Regions from separate parts of the Arachis hypogaea genome. Here region 1 is linked to region 2. The links are chromatin contacts, called in public Hi-C maps. All regions are on one chromosome and are shown on one strand. Each heading gives the region's core, a stretch centred on a gene start, on an enhancer-like site or on the middle of the called end of the contact. The rest is flanking DNA. Distances are from core to core; before and after follow the strand shown.

The links. A called contact is a pair of places that touch in the nucleus more often than the background predicts.
Region 1: a Hi-C map of leaf shows a contact between it and region 2, with 1.9 times the contacts expected there. The contact joins the promoter of LOC112727592 here to the promoter of LOC112730174 in region 2. A contact is called at or near these places in 4 of 8 Hi-C or Micro-C datasets (leaf and an unstated tissue).

The regions. Positions count from the first base shown.
Region 1 is chr12:83,550,866-83,556,061 of arahy.Tifrunner.gnm2.J5K5, reverse strand. LOC112727592 reads right to left here and starts at 3,083. Exons shown (of 7, transcript XM_025777399.2): 1 at 2,493-3,083; 2 at 2,317-2,409; 3 at 1,236-1,380; 4 at 1,001-1,111; 5 at 766-848; 6 at 634-691; 7 at 1-263. The coding sequence starts at 2,753. The coding sequence ends at 184.
Region 2 is chr12:83,315,734-83,320,901 of arahy.Tifrunner.gnm2.J5K5, reverse strand. LOC112730174 reads right to left here and starts at 2,034. Exons shown (of 3, transcript XM_025780274.1): 1 at 1,457-2,034; 2 at 1,284-1,350; 3 at 805-1,104. The coding sequence starts at 2,034. The coding sequence ends at 805.

The DNA.
Region 1 (5,196 bases), core at 1,834-4,333, 230 kb before region 2:
ATTCCTACAACAATGACCAATTCTATGATGTTGCATGAAGTGTTTAGCCACTCAAACTATAGTCTACTTTTGCACAAGGCCTTACATTCTTAGCTTTGCGCAAAGGGACATTGGTGTTTAACTGGGTACGGAAACAAAACTGCTCCAGAAAACTGTGCCTCAGGGGAATGCAAAGAAGTTAATTCACAATATTTTCCACATATCCTCGAGGGCATTACATATTCTCGCGATACAGTAAGCAGCACTTAGAGGGTATCCAGATACTGCATTCAAAAATCAAATAAGAAATGAACAGGGAACTAAAATTTTCCTCATAAAACAAGATATTATCAACAATGAAGGATAGGTAAAATGTAACAAAGAAAACTTAGAAAAGCAAAATTTTTCAATCACTGCATATCTGAGAAAGGTCTAAAGATGTTAAATATTTCTTTTCATAAGACTTGAACATGAGACCTTACTATTGGTAAAAGTCTCAGGTCCTGAATAGGGACAAGGCGATAGGCTAAAGCACCGCAAAGACAAAAGACTAAACAGAAGAAAATAAATGTGGCTAAAAAGGTGAGTGTAGAATTATTTGTATATAGCTATTAACAAAACCAGAAGGCAAGCGCATATATAGTGTATACATACTTGCTATGTAGTCCTCTGTATAATCTGTCTCAATTTTCCCATGGGCCATTGCTCCCACCTGAAAAATAGATTATTAAATTTCATATCAACCGAGATAATAACAATAACAGAGAGTTGAACTTCAGAGAGTACCACAAAGACAAGGTCTGTATTACTGGGTATAGTTGATACATAGTCCCTCATGGTTACCAGCTTGTCTGAACTGTAGGAGAGACCTAACATTGAAAAAGGAAAAAAAAACGACGGTAAAAGATGGAAACAAGCATCATACTGTTTTCTCTTTCCAACCAACAAGAGAAACTCCTTCTCAACAATCATTTAACCTTGCTTGAAACAATTTTCAATACAATTGTAAAAGAAAAGTTACCTATTTTTCTAGAGTTAAGAGGCAAATACTGGGTTACAGGGTTTTTTATTGCGCGTAGAAGCTTCTCACGCTTGCCAGCAGCAGATATGCTCAATTTTTGCAGCAGTTCCACTGCAAGATAGTAAAATTTATTGAGATTTGATAAATGAGAGCTCATTCAGTTTTCTCGCTGGAAAAATTCAATACAAAATACATAAAAGTGCACACAGATGGGAATCTACAAGTTGTAACTTACACATAACACCAGAGAACCGCTTAAATGTTCTGGGAATACGAACATATGGCTTAACCTCTATAAGAACACCTTTTTCAGTCTTTATATATACTGTGCGCAACCTCCCAGCCTTATTCAGTGGGCTATCCAAAATAGATAGAAGAGCCTAAAAACATAATTTGGCAAATATCAAGATTTAAAATAACACAGAGCAGCAAGAAAAAGCTATAATGATACAACTTTCAAGAGAAAAGTAAACAAATGAACACACACCCTGCTATTTAGAACATTGTTTGGAAGTATAAAGATCAGAGGAATGACAGTGATATTTTAATGATACCCATGTTTGAAAATGATTTATAAGGAGGGAATGGGACAAGAGAAGGCTTCAATCCATCAATAACAGTAAGCCCTAAGGGCTTTAGCAAACTGCTCAAAACGTTTGGCTATGTTTGGAAGATTTTTGGAGGTGGGAAGGAAGGGCCACTAATGCATTGGAGAGGAGAAGGGAGGCGCAGAACGGACCACCCTGTGCTGTTTGAGTGCTCAAGGGGAGAGAGGGCACTGCGCTCGCCTGTCTCTGTCTTAGACCCCCCGATTTGGAATCATCATTTTTACTGTTCGGAGACGGCAACTGAGGGCTTCTGCATCCTTCCAAACATGTTCCTCTTGACCAGTGCCACACCACTCCTTGCTATTCTATGTGCTATGCTAAAGCTCCCAAACATAACTTTTGTTTTTAATGTTAACCCTACCCTTCCATTCCACCCACTTATCAACAAATGGACACGGTCCTTCCTTCTGAGATGTACGCTAAGACCGTGGATTTCAATCCCCACGGTATAACTTTCTCAGTGTCCCCAAGACACTAGCCAGACGGAGTAAAAAATCCAAGAAATGAAGTGGAAAAAAACATACCATCTAAATTCATTTGGAAGTTGAAAATTAAGTTTAACGAGGTAAAGGAAGAGACTAACCATAGGAGTGACTCTGGTTATACGAACAAGGACCATAACAAAGCCAATTGAAACTCGTAGGCATGTAAATATTTGAAAAAACAAAGTCAAAAACAAATTCTAGAAAGTTCAACCAACAAACCAACCTGATGAGTAATGTCAGGCCTATAATCACCGGGGTTCTTGTTATTCTTTCGGAGGAAATGGCCATGTTCATCCGAGTTCAAGAGCTGATAAGTCTGCACTCAAAAGACCCCAATTTACAGTGAAACGCAATAACCAAAAGCCATAGGTCCAAAATGCAATTTAATAAAATTATTACCTTGCCAACTTTGGCGACCTCCAAAGAAGCCTTTTCGAGGATGAAGATGACGTTGGGCTTGTCAGTTTGAAGTTCGGTTGGGGCAATAGGGATGCCCGGCAGTTCTTCGTTGTTATCAGCGGGTGGTTGTTGCTGTTCTGGTTCTTGGCGCTTTGGCTGCGGTTGCTGGTCTTCTTGGTGGTAATCTTGATCTTCCTGGCGGTCGTATTTGGGCTCAGCTAGCTTTCGCTTCCGCCCCTTCCCGCCGTACGCCCTCGTCATTGCCTCACCCTTTTTCAGTCAGTCAGTGTGCTGCTAGGGTTGTGGAATGTGGACTTCCCTTGTCCTAAAAGTTCCCTTCAATACAAGGAATTGTCGGAAAGTAGATTGTGGAGTTTGGAGGACCAATTATTTAAACAATTTGGATTTTTTAAATTTTAAATTTTTAAATTTTATTTTAAAAAATAAATTATAATTTTTTATTTTTAAATTATTTTTATATTTTTTTAATTTTATTTATAAAATAAATGAAGAAAAGTTATACTTTATTATTTAAAATAAAATTTAAAATTTAAAAAATTCAAATTACAATTTAAAATATTCTATTTGTATGACCGGAATTCATTCTTTACCCAACTTTTATAATTTAGATTATAGTTCATAAAAAGATCAAATTAAAGTCATGCCTAATTCTAAATCCTACCCAAGTGTTCCTTCCTCATATTCTCAACGATTAAACCTACTTTTCACGTTGTCCATGACTTATTTCTCTCATGTCCAACAATGACAGATACACAATCAGACTTTATACTATGAAAAATAAATAAATTTAATGTACAAATATACCTATGCTGCATTACGAGTTACCACATTCATGCTCTCTTCCATTTTTTTATTTATAATTTTCAAAAATTGTTTGATGAAATTTCATTATTATTATTATTATTATTATTATTATTATTATTATTATTATTATTATTATTATTATTATCTGAAAGAAAAAGTTAATGAGGTCTACTGAAAAAATTTTAACAAATTAATTGTTAGAGATCTATTCAATTCAAAACCTCGATCTCAGTTTCAGAACCACAATCGAAAGTCGATGTTTCAACTTGCTCGTTGTCCACTTGAGGTAGAGGAACGAAGAGCAGACAATGTTGTTGAGCAAAGAGTAACTAAAAGAAGAGAAGAAAAAAACTATTGTTAACGGACAAAGCAAAGGACAATTTGCCAGCAAAAATGGAGTCGGAGTCCACAGTGGCAGTGAAAGAGTTGGAGTTGGAGTCATCTTCAGTACGGTCCTGTGAAAAATTTTCGAGGTGCTGTCTTTTTTTTTGTTGGAATTCGGAGAAGTCTAGAAGGTCGTCGATGGAAAAATTTTTGCCAACGGCACAGCCGTCATTGACGCGTTGAAGCACAGGTTGCCAAGTGCATCTGTGGTGGATGGATTGGTTCTTGTGATGAGAACCCCATATTTACAAAAGAACCCCAAAATTATTTTCTATTTCATTATGTTTCTTGGTCTTTTAAGGTCATGAAGATACTTTCACCACCATAGAAAGCTCCTCAATACAATAACTCTATAACACGTACACATTCAGTTTTCAATTTTGATCCGGACCAATGTATGTATAATCTGAATTTTTTATTTTAATAAATAAATTAAATATAATAATTATCAAATTAAATAATTTAAAAAATATTTATCGAAATAAATATTCTTCTCTTATTTCGTTTACACTGTAAACGAGATAATTTTGCATGTATCTCGTTTATAGTGTTCGGTAGCTCGGAGCTTCGGACGGGAAAGAGGGGTGCTCCAGATGAGAAGGTGGGGATCAGCCTGGATCTGGGTCTGTACGTGAGATGCGCAAGCCGACAACCTCTCGAGCTCTTCGTGAGGCGTGGGGGATGCCACCTGCAATGACACTCCGACGCCCAAGTCAGAAAGTACGCAGGTAACGTAGAGTAAAAAGGTGGTAGTGACGTACCTTGGGGAGGGGTAGGGCCCTCCCCTTTTATACCTTATCAGAGGGGTGGGTCCCACGAGGACAGACCCACCTTCCTCGAACTTTTCTAGCTCCAACTGTGGGGTAGCTGGCTCCATATGAGGAGAGGTGTCCGGGTCAGGGTCAAGACGTGTGATGCCCCGCAGTTCGGCCGCTCGGGTCGGGTGGAACCGTATTTTGGGCCGGGTCGGCTATGTGGCCAGCTGGGTTGGGCCGCAACAGTGCCCCCAATGTGCCAGCTATGGCCGTGAGCATCGTAGTTGGCGCGTTCAGTTCCTCTTTGTGTGTGTTGTCGCTTTGCCGGTCGCTCGTGCTCGGGACGCGTCTCCTGCGCACGTGAGTCTCTTCGTTGCAGGGGTGCGCCGCTTCTCGCCTCGTTTTTTGCGCTGAGCATTTAATGCTCATAATGAGTTATTCAAAATCCTACGTGAAATGACTGTTCTACCCCTGTCTTTCGCGCTTCTTCATGTCTTAGTTTCCTTTTGGTTTTCCTTCATTTTCGCGTCCAGTTCTTCCACTATCATCACGTCTCTTCCATCTCCTCTCACCCTTTCCAAGCTCCTTGCTGTGCATCTCTGCTTTGTCCAGATTTCTCCTAGTTTTTCATCCTTCTTCGATCACTACTATTAACCTGGTAAGTTATCTATATGTATAGCTTTGCTCTGCTGTTATACTGCTTGCTTTCCTATCTTGCTTTCGGACGTGCGTTGCTTGTT
Region 2 (5,168 bases), core at 785-3,284:
ATACACAAACCACAGAGTTTATCCAATATTTTGAAAAGAAAAAATATAAGAAACTAAATGTCTAACGAGGCAAAAATTAAACAACTCAATTAATTATAGTTATTTTAATTTATTTTATTAAGTTATTATTAATTGACATCAATGGTTTGAAAAATTAGATTTTATAAAACAATTCCCATAATGCCGTATTCTTCTCTTCCTCTCTCACATCCCCATAAGATAACGCACTGTGATTGTGTCCCACTCCCACTCGAACTACTCTCGCCATCGTCGTCCTTCAGGAGTGTCATCCTCCCTCACGATTTGCACCGCCGTCAAACACCACAGCGCCTCCCTTGCGATTCTCAGCGCTGCCAACCACCACAGCGCCCTCCTCGTCGCAATTTATCACCACCACACTGCCATTCTCGTCGCAATTTCTCATCACCACCGCCACAGTCTCCCCTCGCGGTTCATAATCACCGCCACAACCCTCCTCCCCTCACGGTTCGCAATCACCGCCATACTCCTCCTCTCCTCTCGATTGCATCTTTGTTGATCACCAATGTTATATATGCAGGACTATGTATGAATCTCCAGTACCGTCAACAACTTGAAAAAATGCTGTTAGTTCTTGAAATCCTTTCTGCAGTGTGTTTTATTCCACAAATGTTCTCATCACCTAAATCACCTTCTATTTGTTCAAACAATTGTTCAAGCACTGAAAAGTTTTAATTTTTTGAACAAGAAAGCTCAACACAATACAGTGGAGCAGCATACAATCAAACTGAGGACATTAAAATAAAGGAAATATAGCAAAGTAAATCAACTACCCCTGTTGTCATCTCCGGCATTGCCATCAACAACAACACGGTTCCTGCTACTCCACTCTCTATAACTGGTCAAGGACCATTGATACACCTCTTCTGAACCACCTTCTTTGGAATTAAAAATACGTCTGTTCCTCTCAAGCCATATATTCCAAATGACCGCAAAGAAGCACCTTAACCACTGATTCCGCTCCTCATTACTGTTCACGACACCTGTCCAACTCTCAAAATGTTCCTTGAGTGAGCCCGGAATAGACCACGCTCTCCCGAGATCAGAAAGCCATCGACACCATACCTGCCAAGTAAACTCACACCCCAGGAACATGTGGTAAATATGTTCAACATCTCTTTTACAAAACACACATATATTGTCCCCATGCCTAAGTATTCCCAATCTATGTAGTCTTTCTTTAGTGTTTACTCTTTCTATCAGCACAAACCAAATAAATAACTCCACTCGTGGTGGCGCCAAACCTTTCCAAATGGTTCTGGTGAAGCTGAAACTTGTGATATCCTCTGGGAGAGTCTCTGATTGCACCACCTGCACAAAAGAGTTAGTTAAAAAAATTCCTTCCTTGCCATACTTCCATACAAGTCTGTCTTGCTTATCACTTGCTAGTTTTATAGGCCTTAAAACCTCATGTAACCTGTTCAATAATTCCAACTCCCATTGATATAGGCCTCGCCTCCACTGGAAATTCCATACCCACTCTAGCCCATCCCAAAATCCGCAATCCCCTATGACAGATCCTTGCTGGTTTGAAATAGAGAAAAGTCTCGGAAACCTCAACCTGAGGGAACCGCCTTGTAACGAGACATCTTTCCAGAAAAGAGTCCTCCTGCCATCACCCACCTCCATAGACAACCCAGTAATCAACTTGTCCCTTACATTACTATCCTTGAGCTGCAACTGGCATATGTCCTTCCACGGTCCCCCTTTAGTAGGCATTTGCTGAGATGATAACATCATATTGGGCTTCAGGTCGTAACAGGAGCAAACAACCTTCTTCCATAAAGGGCACTCCTCCTTTGAAAATCGCCACCACCACTTAAATAGTAGGGCGGAGTTCCTAATCACTGCATCTCCTACCCCCAAGCCTCCCTCCTTTTTAGGGGCCTGAACCACTTCCCACTTGACTAGTGCTATCCCATTCCTACCTTCCTCCTTACTCCATAAGAATCTTCTTTGTAATGATATCAACTTTTCTGCCACGGCCTTCGGCATCTTGTACAGGCTTAGATAGTACACTGGCAAGCTATTCAACACAAACTTAATAAGGACTAGCTTACCCGCTTTTATTTAGCACCTTAGCCTTCCACAAACTGAGCTTTTCCTCAACCTTGTCAATTATCGGCTTCCATGTCTTTACCAGCCTCGGGTTTGCTCCTAAAGGAATGCCAAGATAACGGACTGGGAGGTTCGCTTCTTTACATCCCAATAAGCTACACATGTTGTCAGTCCAGAGCTGTTCACAATTGATTGGGATTAAGCTGGATTTATCAAAGTTAATCGTTAACCCCGACATAATCTCAAAACACCTTAAGAGTCTGGCATAGTTTCTAATGGTCTCCTCCTCCGGTGGGCAAAATAAAATAGTATCGTCTGCAAACTGGAGATGTGATAACTCTATGTTTTCCTTCCCCACCAGCAGCGGCGAGATTCGTCTGTTTCTCACTGCCTCCCCTATCATCCTGTGTAAGACCTCCACTACCAGAACAAACAAGAATGGGGACAAAGGGTCACCTTGTCTCAAGCCTCTCTCCATCTTGAATGGTTTGGAAGGGGAGCCATTTATCAGAATTGCCATGGACGCTGAACCGATACACTCCCTAACCCACTCTTTCCATCTCCGCCCAAATCCCATCTTCTGCAGCACAATATCCACAAAGTTCCACTTCACTCTATCATAAGCCTTCTGGAAGTCTAATTTAATAATTGCCGCCTTCTTCTTCCTTGCCTTCAGCCATTGCACTGTTTCGCACGCAATCAGAGCCCCATCATGAATTTTCCAACCTTTCACAAATGCACTTTGAGTCTCCCCTACTAAGCCTGGCATCACTGATCTCATCCTTCTGACCATCACCTTTGAAATGACTTTGTAGATGCATCCAACCATGCTGATCGGCCTGAGGTCTTTGATCTCTTTGGCTCCAGTGAACTTCGGAGCCAGAGCCACCCAAGTAACATTGGAATCAGGCGGCAACCTTGATGACCGAAAGAAATCCAGAACAGCTGTCGAGAACTCCGTGCCGATCTCATCCCAGCACTTTTTGATGAAGTTCATATTATACCTATCACTTCCTGGAGCCTTAGAGGATTCACAGTCCCAAACAGCCTCCCTAATCTCCACCAATGATGGTATGCACTCCAATGCACTGGATTCTTCTTCGTTAATCTGATTAACCAGACCGTCTCTAAACCCTATTACCGGGGATCTCTCCTGGTGATACAACTCTCTGTAGAAGTCTCTGATGGCAATCTTGATCCTACCTTGATTTCTTACCAACCTACCATTAATCACCAAAGCATCGATCCTATTGTTCCTTCTTCTTGCCGACGCCAAACTATGAAAGTACCGAGTGTTTCTATCCATGTCCTTCGCATGCCTAGAACGCGACATCTGTTTCCAATGTACCTCTTTCCTCACATACCACTGCTTGCAACAACTTACTAGAGCCTTCCTTCTAGCCTCCATAGTACCATCATAGACACCATTTCCAACCATATCATCCACCCTCTTGATCTCCTCCTCAAAACGCTGAATTTTCTTTTCCAAGTCACTAAATTTCTCTTTATGCCATTTTCCCAAAGGCACCGTAAGAGCCTTCAATTTATCTGTGAACTGTCCCTCTCCAATATTCCGCCATTCCTCCCTGACCATTCTTAGGAATCCTTCATGTGTAAACCATGAGTCTAAAGTCCGGAACGGACGTGGGCCTCCTCTAAACTTAGTAACTTCGACTATTATTGGGCAATGATCTGACAAGCCTCTCGGACCACCTTTTAAACGAATCTCCGGGAACTCTTCAGTCCATTCTACACTCAGCAGGACTCTGTCAATATGACTACAGGATCTACCTCTATACCATGTAAACTTGCGATCATTCAGTGGTAAGTCCACTAATTGCATATCTTGGATCCAACCCTTGAAATCTTCTGCAGACGCTGTTAATCTGTCCTGATTTTTCCTTTCATCAACCTGTATCACCTCATTGAAGTCACCCAAGTAGCATATCGGGACTTGACATAACCCTGCTATATAGCTCAGTTCCTCCCAAACAACAAGTTTTTCAACTCTCATATGCGGACCATAAACCAAACAGAAAGCACAATGGAACTCATTTTTCAAAAAAACTCCCTCAACACATAGCCACCTATCCTCTTTGTAGCAGTTATTCATTCTAAATAGCAACTCATCCCACATTAATAACAGACCCCCAGATGTGCCTACCGATCCTACAAACTCCCATCCACCGCATCACTTCCCCAAATACGTACGACATCGAATTTATTCACAACTTGCAATTTTGTTTCAACCAAGCCTAACATATTTAATTTTTGCTTTTTTTTAGCTCTTTTATCATACTCAATTTTCCAACCCCCCTCAACCCCCTAACATTCCAAGAGCTAAAAATCATTTTAAAACATTGTTACACAACTGTTTAAACTTTTTCGGTCTGCTTCTTCGCACCTTCTCTTTCAGTTTTGCTATCCTCCTCTTCTCAGCTATCGCTTCATTTTGTTCTTGTAATATCCTCATTAAGTCGTCTTCTTCATCGTACTGTACTGCTCCGGATTCAACAGCTAAATCCCACGCCTTTCTATTCTCAGCCAACTGTTCTTCAATTTTAGATATTTGTTGCCCTTCATTTGTTTCCACGATTCCAGTTGCACTACTGCCCTCATCCACTATTGCAGGAGCCAGGCTTCTCTCTTCATCCACTGCATCAGCCCCCTCGGACATCGCTCCAGCCTCCTCGGCATTTCTGCCAGTCCCACCTGCGCCGGACAGAGCAACTCCCTTCATTTCCTGCCATGGAGCCACAGGACGTCTTGACAGGTTTCTAGGTAGACCATGGAAGCCCGCATTGCCATCTCTCCTCAGCACGGCATCCCCTTCAACTATCCCGATGGAGCCGTGGTAAGCGTCCAGGTGGTCTCTGCGTCGTCGTGGTACTGCCACTCCGGACTGACCATTGCACGGCGTCTCCATAGCCGTCAGGTCATCAGCCACAACGCTATCCTTCACTGCTAGACACCGCGGACCCAGATGGAGCACTACCCGGCCCGCTTGAGATGACGCACGCTCCCCATCAGTCCGAGTTTGATCCTTGGCTGGGCTGCATGTGCCAAATTCA